Regions from separate parts of the Mus musculus genome. Here region 2 is linked to region 1. Evidence: chromatin contacts called from public Hi-C data. All regions are on one chromosome and are shown on one strand. The core of a region is the stretch at or near the end of the contact, and the rest is flanking DNA. Distances in the headings are between cores, read along the strand shown. Region 1 overlaps Ccn4 (cellular communication network factor 4). Region 2 overlaps Khdrbs3 (KH domain containing, RNA binding, signal transduction associated 3).

The links. Hi-C and Micro-C count contacts between places; a contact is called where the count stands out from the background.
Region 2: a Hi-C map of rod photoreceptor shows a contact between it and region 1, with 4 times the contacts expected there. A contact is called at or near these places in 1 of 39 promoter capture datasets (hippocampal neurons) and 1 of 484 Hi-C or Micro-C datasets (rod photoreceptor).

Annotation. Positions count from the first base shown.
Region 1 is chr15:66,910,984-66,917,996 of GRCm38.p6, forward strand. It overlaps Ccn4 (cellular communication network factor 4), which reads left to right. Exons shown (of 5, transcript NM_018865.3): 3 at 1,846-2,106; 4 at 6,294-6,487. Among named protein-coding and RNA genes, the nearest start is that of Ccn4, 23 kb to the left of the region's middle.
Region 2 is chr15:68,935,594-68,942,742 of GRCm38.p6, forward strand. All of the region lies in intron 1 of Khdrbs3 (KH domain containing, RNA binding, signal transduction associated 3), which reads left to right. Among named protein-coding and RNA genes, the nearest start is that of Khdrbs3, 11 kb to the left of the region's middle.

The sequences.
Region 1 (7,013 bases), core at 2,913-5,412:
TTCCTGATCATCCCCCTTCCTCTCCTCTCATCTCCCTCCTCTTCTGATGTCAGGTAAAAAGAAGGACTTGGGTTTGCTGTTTCCACTCTGTCATTCACCAGCTCTTTGAGCCAATGAATCCCTTCCTTTCCCAGCCCTCTCCTGTCCCTGTGAAGTAAACAAAGCTCTCCTGATGAAGTCATCACTGGAGACCTGAGTGAGGTCATGGACCAGAAGCTGTGTCAGCGTGTGCCAGCACCTGCTTCCTGGCTATTCGGAGAATGGTAGCAATGGAGAGATAGACGTACATACTTGGGCATACTGCTCCTTGGCCAGATTGCACCAATGTCACCTTGCTGAGACTGTCTTGTTATACATAACAATGGAAACAACAAAGTGTTTCCTAACAAAACAAAATGTGCCAGGAAACACAGAAGTCATTGCTCCTGCCAGGAACTCTGATGCTTACTGCCAGCCACCACTCCCACCAATCCCAGAGACGCGACAGAGTTACTGCAATCAGCAGGCTCTTAACTGTCCCTTCTCTGTGGGCATTCTTGTCCCAGGACCCCTTGCCTACAGTTCCAGATGCTATTCCCAAGGAACACATAGCACCAAGGTTAGAGTCTGACCCAGTGGTTTGCCAAGCCACAAAAGGCCAGCTTGCATAACCAACTACACAGTTATATCTTATGTCTAATGAAGACTGGCCCCAGTCTCAGGTCCTCCAGAGATGATGGAAGATCTCATTATTTCAGACTGAGTACAGAGTGCTGAAAGTCTTCCTTGACTCCTAAGAGTCTTTGCCAATGTGTCTGGAAGCTGAGCTTCCTCATTGCTTTGGTTTGACCCAATCTCTGCTTGGGTCACTGTGATGCCATCCTGTAGCCTTCTCCGGCCTATTGTGTACTTAGTACCACAAGTTTTCTTGTGAAGTATATAATTCATCTCATTCATTCAAGTTACTTATTGAACACCTACTTGTGCCAGGAAGAATTATAGAAACTGACAGTTCCACTTCCTCTAAGACAGAAGGAAGCTATATCTGGTCTTCTCCAACACACCTATTTCTTTCTCTCTTCCTGTCTCTCTTCCACCCCAACCTCCCAAGGTTACTCCATCACCAGGCTCTTACACCTCTAATAGATGTCCTCCCTAGCAGCAAGAATGTCATCAGCTCCTGGGCTGGCTTCCTCTCTTTCTGGTCTTTGCTGAAGGAAGCCCTCTCACATCCATAGGATCTTCCTTACCCACTTGCTCTCAGTCTATAGCCACGTGTACACCCAATACCCTGTTCCCTTATCTCCCAACACTTATCACAGTGGCTGTCACCATCAACAATCACTCCTACAACCACTGAACCATCTTCCCACTATATTGTGAGAACTTCAAGGACCAGTCCATTGTTATTCTGTTCAGCACTGGGTCTCCGGCTCCACAGTCAGTACTGAAGAAGGCAGCCCACTTCGTTCCTGGGTTCTGGTTCCTGTGTATGCCTTCCTCCTTCAGACAGGCATGCACCAGTACCAGTGTTGGCAACACTGTAGGAATAAAGATATCTGAGCTCTAGCACTAAGGTGCTTGACCCTTCCACCCAACATTCAGCATGGTCATCAATGGCTGTCCCCTGATGTCATGGGCACCTTCACAGTACCCTCTCTCCCTTTCTCCCTGTTGCACCCCATCTCTTCACATGACTCTCTCTTTGTCCTTGGGGTGCAGCCAGATGATATGTGGACCAGGCCCTCTTTTCTCATATGAGCGATTTCTTGGCATGGCATCTTAGGCAGAGGGAAACTGCACAGAAGTAGCTTGGCACAGAGCCCATACCTCCTGGCCTGACATGTCTGCTACCTGTGTTTGCAGAGGTGGTCGGTGTGGGCTGTGTCCTGGATGGCGTACGCTACACCAATGGCGAGTCCTTCCAACCCAACTGCAGGTACAACTGTACCTGCATTGATGGCACGGTGGGCTGCACACCGCTGTGCCTAAGCCCCAGGCCCCCACGCCTCTGGTGCCGCCAGCCCCGGCACGTGAGAGTCCCTGGCCAGTGCTGTGAGCAGTGGGTGTGTGATGATGACGCAAGGAGACCACGCCAGACTGCACTGTTGGACACCAGAGCCTTTGGTAAGTGTGGGCAGGGGCAAGTGAAATCCCTGAATATAATAGAGCTCCTAAATTCCAAATGTTCTCTTCATAAATCAAGTCCCCAGGCCATTACTCTCTCCACAACTCACCAGTTATATGGCCTTATGGATATGTTGTCTGGAACCCAAATTTTCCATCTATAAAATCCAAATGACACCATCTTTCCTGCCTACCTTGGGGGGGGGGGGCTTCTCCTAACTTAAAAGCCTGGCATGACATTTTCAGTCCTCTATTATCTTATTAAAGTATCCCAGGGAGTGGGTAGGGACCTAGAAAGAGGAGCAGGTGGCAGTGCCTTGGAAGGAGTAGATGAACTTTCCAGATAACTCAAGGGTTCTACTGCTATGGTCATGTGAGCAGATGAAAATTTATCTAGGTGAGTCTAAGAAGAAGAAGCCCTGTGAGGGAAGACAGGGATGTGATTTATTCACCATTTATTCACAGGTGCACTTGCTCCAAGATATTTGGAAAATATCCAGCTGGTATTTGCAGAGGTAGCCAGATAGGTTTTTGGCTCTAGGTGGCTAGATAGATGAATGAATAGATCACAGATAGATGATGGGTGTATGCTACATCAGCAATATATAGATATATGGATAGATGCTTAGAGGAGAAGTGGTGGGAGAAGGGGAGTGAAATAGATGGATAACTGGATATAAGATGAATGAGTGGGTGGGTGGATGGATGGATGGATGGATGATAGCTAAATCAATGGGTATATGAAGGCATGCATGGAGATGAAATGGTTATAGACTAGATGAAAACAGATATGTGGAATAAGATTCATACATACATACATACATACATACAAATATACATACATAGGTAGATACATAGATAGATGATAGATAATTACAATGGATGGATAGGTGACATATGGGTAGATAAAGGATAAATATGCACAGATGGTGTCTGATTGGATGATGGTGGATATTTATGCATAGTTAGGCTTTTGAACTAGGGCAGAGGGGACAACAGGGAAGAGAGGATAAGGACAAGAAGCAGTGCTGGAGAACACCTCAAGGCCTGGCACCTGTGCTGCGTGTGGCATGGTGGGAGGAATCAGGGTGGCTCCTGGGGCTGGCCACTGCCCAGGAGAGAATACAACAAAGGAACACGTTTAGGGAGAGGATATGAGCAGGTATGAGCAGGCTGAGTTTGAGGAGCGCTCAGAGGGAGAAATGTCCAGTCAGGGCAACCTCACAGAAGGAGTCCCACAGGAAGAGAGCTCTGCTGAGAGCAGCTGCTGGTCTTTAATATGTCCTGGGAGTAGCACACACAGTGAGACGGAGGAGTAGAGGTCTAGGGAGCATGACTTTTGAGGAGTAGACAAGGGAAAAGGAGGCCAGGGACTATGAAGAAACAGAGTCTGGGGAAATGAGGAGAATCCAAGAGAATCTGCCACAGTGGCCACAGAATCCAGACACTGCTAGAGGAAAATGAGTCAGGTGACGCCAAAGGACAGAAGACTGCTTACCACTGGGATTTGGGGTGCTAATGTTTTTAAAATGTTTTTTAAAGTGTGTGGGTTTGCTCAGAGCCTGCGCAGAGCTGTGTTCTTGGCCTTGGTGCCAGCAGCACTAAGGATTAGAAGATTTTTGTTTTATTTTATTTTATTTTATTTTATTTTTGAGGAAAGGGCCATTCCAGGCTTGGCAGTATCCCTAGCCAGCCCTTTTAGATGACAGCAACACATCCTCAAGTTGTGACCATCTGAAACAACTCCAGACCTTAACAAATGTGACTTAGGGGACAAAATCTTCCACATGGAGAAACAATGTGGTAGAGATGAAAGCCAGTAGCAGGGAAGGTTTGGTCCCTGGTAGCTCAGGGAAGCGTGACTGCTCTTCCCACTAAACCTGCCTTCAGTATAGCACAATAGTCCCTGGGTGGTGGAGGGAGGCAGAGGCTGCCTGCCCATTGTGTGTGACCCAGTGACCCAGTTCTTAGCCATCCCAGGCGGAGGCCCTGGAGCCTTATGGAGGAGACCCAGAAACCAAAGCCCTTTATCCTCTCATCCTCCCTGGCAAATCCCTCCCTCCATGCCTGCTACAGGCTCCCAGCCAGCTCATCCCAGACTGTCTGCTTCTGTCCTTGGATGCCTCCATTGCTGTCTCCTTTCTATGTGTGGGTGCCCTCCCTATCTCAAATTCACTCCCAAATTCACTCACCAGCAATGTTTGCAGCATACCTGCAAGTTCCAGGGACTGTATTTCTGTTACCTGAAATAGATTCCTCGTCTGCCTGGTGTGTTTTTCCTCTCTTCCTTCCCCAATGTTTTGATTACGTTGTCTGCCCTTGCTCTCATTCTCTTCTGTCTTTCTTTATCTCTTTGTCTATCCATCTCTGTGTCTCTCTCTGTCTCTCCATCTCTGTGTCTGTCTCTGTCTCTCGTGTGTGTGTGTATGTGTGTGTGTGTGTGTGTGTGTGTGGTTCCTCTCCCTAACCCCTTTCTTCCATTTACTATGAGTGCACAGGTGGGATGTCTGTCTGTCTGTCCCACATTTCTGCAGGCTGTTCTGCCTCACCTACCATCTAATTACCTGTCTCCCTCCATAGCTCACCACTCTCCCCTGCTTACCTCTGGCTAAGTATGCACTGATCAGATGCTACATTCTGTATGTTCATAGGACCAGCAAGGAGCAAATAATACAACTTGTCCATAGTTGAGTAACAGGACCAGCTGCCATGTAGAGGGATTCACTAATCCAAGGACATCTGATGCACTGTCACATGCATGATTCTGTCCTCTCAGACCCCAGACCTGGGAACTCTGTTCTTGTTCTCTTTAACATAGCGGAACTGGGGCCTATAGGTGAGAGCCAGCTCACTGGACCCCACAATTTGCAAACTAGTGCAGTGCAGAGAGATGAACCCAGGGATTGTGACACAGAAGTCTATGGTCTCTTCAGCTGCTATGTTCTGGATTTACTGAGATGGGATGTCAGATACCGGACTCACCTTTGAACTTTCAGATATATACTTCATTTCTGAGGGGCTGTAGGATGGACAGTGTCTTAAAAAAGCAAAAAAACAAAAAACAAAAAAAACAAACAAACAGATCCTGCTCAATGACTTGTAGATGCATGGCATAAACTCAGTCAAAATCTCCACCCTTTCCAGTAGCCCCACAAGGTAGATATCCTTCTAATTCGATGACTGAGGCCCAGTAAGTACTGTGTGAAGGTCCCAGAGCTTGTAGGTGGTCACTGTATTCTTACTTTTCTGGTTGCTGTAACTAAATACCTGAAGAAAGCAATTTACAAGAGAAAGGGCTTATTTTGCTTCGAATTTTAAGAAGGGATGCAGGGGCTAGAGAGATGACTCATGTTTCAAGAGTGCTTGCTGCTCTTCCAAAGAACCTAATTTGGTTCCCAGCACTTATATATAGCTACCTGGTGGTTCACAGTTGCCTGTAATACCAGTTCCACGGGTTCAAATGCCCTCTTCTGGTCTACCCCAGGACAAGCACACACATGGCATTCATACACAGACATAAACACAGACACACAAGTAAAAATAAATGTAAAAATAAAATCTCATGTTAATGAAAACAAAAAGAGATACCATCCATCGTAGTGGGAAAGGTGTCAGTGGCAGGAGATGGTGTCTGGTCATGTGGCATCCAGTCTGGAGAGATGAGTAGTGGTACTCAGCCCACTTTCTCCTTTCTATTCAGTCTGGAACCCCAGTTTATGCCCATAGTTAAAGTGGGTCTTCTCAGTTCTCTTAGCCCAATGTAGAAAATCCTTGCCAGACATCCCCAGAGCTCTGTCTCCTAGGTGGCTCTAGACCCTGTCCAATTTACAGATAATAGTAACCATCATAGAAACCTGGGGTCCACTCAGCTCTAACGATGATTAGATCAATGATTCTTCTGTGATTTTATGTTGCATCACTTGGTCAGAGAAGAAAATGTTAAGGAGGAGAATGTAATCCCCCTACCTAGGTGTGGCTACTAAGTAGAAGGTAGTTAGTCCTCCTGTGGGGAGGAAGAGCCCAATTCTTTCTGTCTGTCTTGTCTAAATTCTTCACCTGTCTATTGGTCTCTGCCTCTTTCTGCGTCTTGTGAATTCTAAATAGCTTTTTTTTCCCATGGTAATGGTGAGGGCTGCCGGAGCTCGTGGAGGCTACAGACTCATAGGTTCTGTGGTATTCCTCTACAGCAGCGTCAGGCGCCGTGGAGCAACGGTATGAGAACTGCATAGCCTACACTAGTCCCTGGAGCCCCTGCTCTACCACCTGTGGCCTAGGTATCTCCACTCGGATCTCTAACGTCAATGCCCGGTGCTGGCCAGAGCAGGAAAGTCGCCTCTGCAACCTGCGGCCATGTGATGTGGACATCCAACTACACATCAAGGTAAGTTCAGGGCAGGGCTAGGCCCCTTAGGAAGGTATAGGCATGGTGAGCATGTATAGCTGACTTGAGCCTGACCACTAAACTTCTTGGGAGTCATTTAAGAAAAGGGGCTTGGCAGGCCTTGGGGCTGCTAGGCTTGTCCAGGATGGATTCCACTGAATGAATGCTTTTGTAGTTGACCATCCTATCAGAAGCAAGGTCACTCCAAGGGGATATCAGGAGCCATCTGGGTTCTTTGTGTTGTGATTCTGAAGGATCTACACCATCTTTCATCCCCTTAGCTTCTTCCCACATCCACCAACACAGGACAGCTACCTGGGCAATGTGAGGACTGTGAACTAGAGCTTGAAACACATGGTGTCAGATGCCGCTCTGCTGTTAGTGTTCACAGGTGTGGCCAGTCTCCGGCTATCATTAAGCTTCAGTTCCTTTCCTGTGAATATAACATTGGTATTAATCCCCGAATCTTCCCCCAGCTTTGAGAGTCTAAGATGATACAAGTACAACATCAAGGACATGTATACTA
Region 2 (7,149 bases), core at 613-3,112, 2.0 Mb after region 1:
CCTGAGCTTTCCAGCTACACTAGCATGAGCCTTGGTGGGTGTTCAAGGTGAGGAGTCTTACTTATGTATGCATCCCGAGAGTCAGAGAAAGCGGGCAACGTGGCCTAGAAAGTGTGCTACTGAAACCTTCTCTCAGGGCCTGCTGTGTGAAAGAGCCTGTAGAACCTGCAGACAGAGCTCTTTGTTTTTAATTCTTGGTCACCAAGGAATCAACTGGTTCAGAGTGTATTAGATTCTTACTTAGTTTCTGGTATAATGAGAAAGTCCCTATCCTTCAAAGCCAGGTTCAAAAGGAAGAAAGGGAAGGAAGGCAAGGAAGGAGGGAGTGAGCGAGGGAGGGAATGAGGGAATGCTAACGCACAAGGTTATATTTCCACAATCAATAGCCTTGGCTTTCTTGAAGGGAGCATATTTAAACATATATGACTTGAAATTACTATTGTTGAAGCTGCTGCTTATCCAGGGCCCTTTCTCATTTTCATGATTTATGTATATTGTTTCATTTAATTCTTCTAACATTGTTAAAAGAATATACCATGCCCAGCAGTCCTGGTACACACCTTTGATCCCCACACTCAGGAGGCAGAGGCAGGTAGATCTCTAACTTTGAGGCCAGCCTGGTCTACAGAGTGAGTTCCAGGACAGCCAGAGCTGCACAGAGAAACCCATCTCAATGAAAAAAGAAAAGAAAAAAATGAGGAAGGAAAAGAAAAGAGAAGGGAAGGGAAGGGAAGGGAAGGGAAGGGAAGGGAAAGAAAGAATAGCTCATTTTACAGATGAGAAAACTGATTAGGAGAGTCAGCTAATTAATCAAGGTCACTCTGCCTTGTGCTTTGGAGCCTGGGGTAGTGTGCAAGCAGGCACTGCGACTGCTCTAACTATAGAGCTTAATTAACTGCAAAGCCTTGCACCAGTGATCTGCTGAGCAGAAGAGGTTCCACGTGCTATAGAGGGGCAGACTGTGCCTACCGCCAGTGTGGAGACTGGTGGATGGCATTTCCTTAGGGAGTAGCCATACCCAACCAACAAAGACCAAATGGTGCAGAAAGAATTCTCTGATTATGCAAGGTGACACCCTTCAGATTTGTCCAATTGCTTAACTCCTCAGACACTCAATTTGCCCATTCACAAGTTGAGGACCCAATGCTCTGTTAGTATGATTGGTGGTTCACACACATGTAATATAGAACACACAATAGGTTCTAAAGTATTACTGCCTGCTGTTGTGGACTGTCCCGAGACAGGTGTGTGAGTACTGGTGTCACTTGGCAAACACACTGTGTCTAGTGACCACACACAGATCCTAGCATTATTATGCATGATAATCTTCTGATATGAGGGTGATCTGAGTTTTCCAGCCCTGGAAGTTCTGGCTTAGGAAGCCCCTTTAATTCCATCAGAACCAGCAGCCCTGGTTTTATTTCATTACGCTAGTCAGGGCACAGCACCCTAAGCCTAAATTTAACAAATGAAGTTCCATAAACCTTTTTTTGACCACAGCTTAGAGCGTGTCTGGACACTGCAGCACAAGAGAGCTTGCTCTGAGCTGGGAGGCTGTAAATTTCCATGATTTTCACCAATCGGCTTCTGCTGCTATTTTAAGAGTCTTAATGGTGTTCTGGCATCTTACTGGTGCTCTTCTTTGGCGTGGTAAAGGGCATGGATGTGGGCGAGCAACGTCTTTGATCTCTCCCTTCAGCATAAATCCTACACTTGGGGGTCACTACTGGTTCCAGGTCCCATTGAGAAATTAGAGGGAGTGGGGAGGGGCAGTTTTCATTCTCATTTTCACAGTGGTGTTCTTCTGATCATAATACATAGCTGTGCTCTGCTTTTCTTCCACTAGATGGCGCTCCACATAGCTGAAGATCCTCTTCTGCCCACCTAGCTTAACTCCTGAACTGAAATTAGCACTGATGCACACGCTTGCCTTTCTTTGGGGTTTCATGCATTTCTACTATTTTTTTCCTTCAAATTTAGTCTACTTTTGCCGTCATTTCAGGACACAGAGGCATGTTTTTGTCTAGTTGCTCATGCTTCTGAGTTCCTAAGGGGTGCTGTGCACAGTTGCTAGCTTGCTCTTCACATAGTTCATTTAGTCCTGGTACTACTATGTGAAACGAATTTTGTTCATCTCATTTTACAGATAAAGTAATGGCGGTCACAGGATCAGTTAACTGTTTGAGTCTAGAGAAGGCTCTGTGACCTAATGAAAGACTCTACAAACGCTAGATTGACCACTCTGAGCTAACTAGGATGGTCTGGCTTGTGGCTATGGGCCATTGTGGTCTGTTCCTTCAAAGTGGAATTACAGTTCTCAGAGTTAGTTTGCATTGGGGCATGCATATCAAAGTCTGAGATACACAGCAAGCAACAGTAAGAAAGGTTTGTCAGCTGGTGTGGGGTTTTCTGCCTATTCATGCCTTTTGCTGCTATTGACAAGAGTGAGTTAGAGGGCCTGCCTGTGCCAGGGACAGAGCCACAGGAGGGTTTTAGAAAAACAAACATGCCTCTCTTTTAAGGTGATTTTTTTTAACAGTGCTGAATACTGGATCACTATATCTAGTGACTATAAGAATTCCAAAAATTGATTATCATCAATTAAAATAGTATGTCTTGACATATTTTGAACTACTAAATTGAACTGGGAATATTTAATTCTACTAAACTGAACTGGAACGGTTCTGCCTCTGTTGAGCTCATTTGGTGTCACTGAGACGAAGTGACGGTGCTATCTAACGTGAGGTCTTCCCGTGGTCTTCGCTGCTCCTCCTGTTTTATCTGTGTTTCAGACCCCAGCTCTTTCCCGTTGACCAGTGCAGAATGAATGGTTATAACTGCTTTCTGTGGGAACGGGACTGGATTTTCTTACTGCTCTCGCTTCTTTGTCTCTTCCTTTCAGTCCAGTTGTGCCCAGAGAGCATAAACAGAAGTTAACCACTTAGAAAAATCCCTTGCCTTAGCTCCTACACTGTGTGCAAGCAAGCTAGTTAGCTGAAATAAATGATCCTGGGGTCGGACTCAGTCTATTTTGCAGAACAGGATAGTTAAGTTTTGTGTCAGCATAGTTGGGCTCATGTCTTAGCACTGCCTTTGATGTGTTGTGGTTGTGGCTCAACTCTTCTCCGCCTCAGCCCCCTGTCTGCAAATGGTGATTAAACAGGTTCCGGCGCTCTGGAGTGTTTGTAGCGCCGCTGTGTGATGCTTGTGCGAGGCTCCCTGGCAGGCTGGGTGTGTAGAGAACATAGAGCAAAAACTGCTGCTGCTGTTGTCCTTGCTGTCGCCTTCATTATTGTTTTTAACAAGTAAGTAATCCTCTCAATGATTTCATTTATTTCTTTTGTGTGTGTTTGCATGTGTGACTATAGAATCCATGGGAGGGCATCAAATCTCTTGAAGCTGGTGTAGTGAGCTGCCCAGTGTCGGTGCTGGGAACACAACTCAAGGTTCTTAGCAGGAATAGCGAGAGCGTGCAACCACAGAGCCGTCTCCGGCCTCCTTTCTCTCCTTCCCCCTACATCTTGTCGAATTTTTGGGACCCAGTCTGGGAGGTAAACATTGCTAAGGAACTGTTGCAGAGTGGGTTATATGCTGTGAAGCTCATTCCACTTTTCTCAGGACTGGGTGGCTTTCTTGTTAACGAGGTATGAACCGGATGCTGAGTAGGGTAAGGTCAGTGGCCTGGTGCTGGCAGCATTCAGGCAACTTTGACTTTTCTGTTGTTCCTTATCTTCATGTTCCCTCCTCTAACGCTGTCTTGTAGTTACCTATCTGTCTCTCCTTCCTCCAACTTTCAAAATACATTTTCCCCTATACAGATTTGTTCTGAAATAGTTTTCCACTTACACAGAAGTAAACGGATAGTGCTAAGACTCTTGTTTCACTATCTCCGTGAACTCACCAGTTAGGATTGGCTGTGGTGTCCTACACATGGCGTTGCCCTTTTAGTGTTTATCATCTCTGCATACTTTCTAACTGGAAACGCCTTTTCTTGTAGGCTGTGGAAGCTCACATTTGATGCTGGCCTCTCACTCAATTCCTTACCTGTCTCTGCCACTTGTTCCAATTTTGCCCTGAGGGGTCCAGGTCCAGAGCAACACACAGTGCGTCCAGCTGCCAGGTTTCCAGTGTTTTAATGGAGACAGCCCTTGTCCAGCTGCCAGGTTTCTAGTGTTTTAATGGAGACAGCCCTCTGCCTTCCCCTGCCTCTGAGGACATACCAGTGTTCATGGAAGAGTCTCTGTAACTTTGGGCTCTCTGATTCTCTTGTACTGTTGAGGAGGAGGCAGTACATTCTCTGCACCTGAGAGCACGTGGCCAGGGGCTTCACAGCACCGGTGAGCAGGTTGGTGACTGGTTGAAGTCATGCTGGTGTCTTCCTGAAAAGTAAATTCTCTCCTTTAGTAACACCTGGTGCTTTTCTTGGGCGCTAGTTTAAGACTGAATGTTCCTTTTTTTTTTTTTCAAAGTGTTCCTTACAGACTTTAGCACCCATTCATATTCTGAACAACGTGAAACGTGGCTGTGTGTGTGGTATTTATAAAATGGCAATTTCCTTACTCCTCTACTGCAGCTACATTCATCTATTGGCATTCTACTGAGAGGGGGCCTGTCTTTTGCCCTCCCTCTGCTCCTACTCCTTCCCCCTACCTTCCTTTGTTCAGTTTATCTCATTTATCTTGTCTAGTCATGGATTCTTTTAATCAAGGAGTTATGGACCTTTACGGTATAAACTGATGCTTACATTGTCCCATGTGTGCGTACTGGAAGCCCTTTGCCCTGTACCCTTGGTCCTTTTGATGGGATTATTACATGTGTGTATGACTAGTATGATATATATCCATGGGCTGTATATAACTGGTTGCTATATATCTGTCAGTGTTTTTAACCAAACATGTACAGAAATATTTGAAAAAAATAGGACCTTTATTAAACATGTACACATTTTGTTTTGTAAGTCATCCAGGATTGCATAGTATTAGGTACCACTGTGTACTGTAGTGATCGCTTACTGAATAGAGCACACGAATAGCTTAGTATAAGCAAGCATTATCCTGTTTTATATTCGGGGATTGGGCATCTGTGGATTTGGGTATTTGGGGCAGCATTTTATTCCAGGGCTTATTTTCTGTTGCCTTGTGCTGAAATCAGCCCTGTCCTACACTGTGCCCTGATTTCTTTCATGGTGGAATGTTCCTATAAACTATTGCTTCCAGGCCCCCTTGCTCAGAGGTCTGGGGAGCAGATTGGTGTCTGTAATCGTGTCTCTGTGTCTTCATGCTCAACTTAGGCTTTTTCTGGAAAAACCAAAGGCCAGATATTTTTGAGGTTCTCCTTGCATTAAGCTCCTGTTAGCAGATGAGGAAAGCAGAATACACAGTATGTAAATGGGTGTGTGTGCATTCTGATAAGGCTTTTAAAAGCAATCAGGCTGCTACATTATTAGTCAGCCTACTGCATACTGCTCTCATGTTACAGCCCAAAGACCAGAATTGATAAAAGTGTTGTTTGAGCCTGTCACCCACAGGAGGGGCATAATAGAAGGTACTTGTCCTGAGTTTAAAATTGCTGCGTGCTGTGTCTACTGCAGACAACTCATTTCTTTTATGTTGGTCCTTTCCTGTATCTTGCAACTTGCCAATATACTTGCAAGATGAATGTCTTTTTAAACCATTTTGCATATGTTATTCAGTGTTTTATGTATTATTATATTGGGAAAATAATTTTATAAGCTTATAAGAGTAAGTTTTTGTGGCACAATAAGATGGTGGCCTTCTGTGTGTGGGGTGTGTGTGTGTGTGTGTGTGTGTGTGCACGCACACACGCAGGTCAGAGACCAGAGGTGTAAATCAGGTGTTCTTCTCATCTGTACCGTACATTTTCAGACAGGATCGTTGCCTGAAGCTGGAGTTCGCTGATTCAGGTAAACTGGGTGGCCAGCAGACCTGTGGTTCCTTCAGCCCGCTTATGCAGTGCTAGGCTGGCACGCACACTGCTGCAGCTGACTTTTTGCTGGGGCGCTGGCCATCCAGACTCAGGTCCTCGTGCTTGCATGGCGAACGCAGACGGAGCTATTGCCCAAGCCTGGCCCTTTCTTAGTGAAGGTCCTTGCGGAGCTTTGCAGGACTCTCTCCGGCTCAGCAGAGAGGCAAGAGTTTTGGTGCTAGTCACCTGGGTGAAAAAGAAATCCCCGATTTATACTTTTTTTTCTTGTTACAAGAATGACTTTTTTTTTCCTCCTCACAATTTTCTTGATGAAATTTATGGCTCTAATGTACTTATAAAGGGACTTCTTGAGTGCAGCGACTAGAGGGTTTTCTAAGGACTATATTCGATTGTCAGAGGAAGGTATGCCATCGGAAACAATCACCCGTTGAAGCACACTGTCTGCCCTGGAGTGTGTTTGACACTGCAGTGGAGACCTGGTGACCACAGACCTCAGCAGTGGCTTGCCATGGGGATGTGACCACACCCACTTAAGACATCCCCCATGGCCCTGGAGATTTTCTGATTGTCTCCCTATTTTATTTTATTATTTGTATTTATTGTTATTCCTGGAGGTCAAAGGTCAGTTTGGAGCCTGGCTGGGCAGCTCGTCCCGTTTACCTTTGTTTCTTCTTCCCTGGCCCCCAGGTTTGTTGGGAGCAGCAGGAAGTGTCCTCAGCCCCATCTTTGGAATGGCTCACAGGTTCTTAGTGCGCTGCCCTTGGAGACCCTGTTCCACCCTCTGAGCTTCCCAGTCTGGTAGTAACTGTTTACTTCTTTTCTTTTGTTTTTACGTGAAAAACCTGAGGCTGTCGCTCCTTGGTGTATCTGCATCTCCAGGCTCTGGTTTTTGACAGAATACCCACCATTTAGTAAAACAGGAATCAGAAGCCCCAGTGTTCAGTTTATTTCTTCAGTTTGGGAGGCAGAGTCTGTCCGTGTAGCTCAGGCTGGTATCAGTTCTCTAGGTATCCTAGACTAATGTAGACTTCAGGATCTTTCTGCCTCAGTCTCCCAGTCCTGGAGTTACAGGAGTGTACCACCAGGCCACAATCTTGCTCTGTATTTTCACAGTCTGTACAGTGACTTAAAAGCATGTGGAGATAAGAATTAAGAAGTGTGATTTGCCAGTTGCTAGGCTGTGTTCTGGATGATACTGTCCGG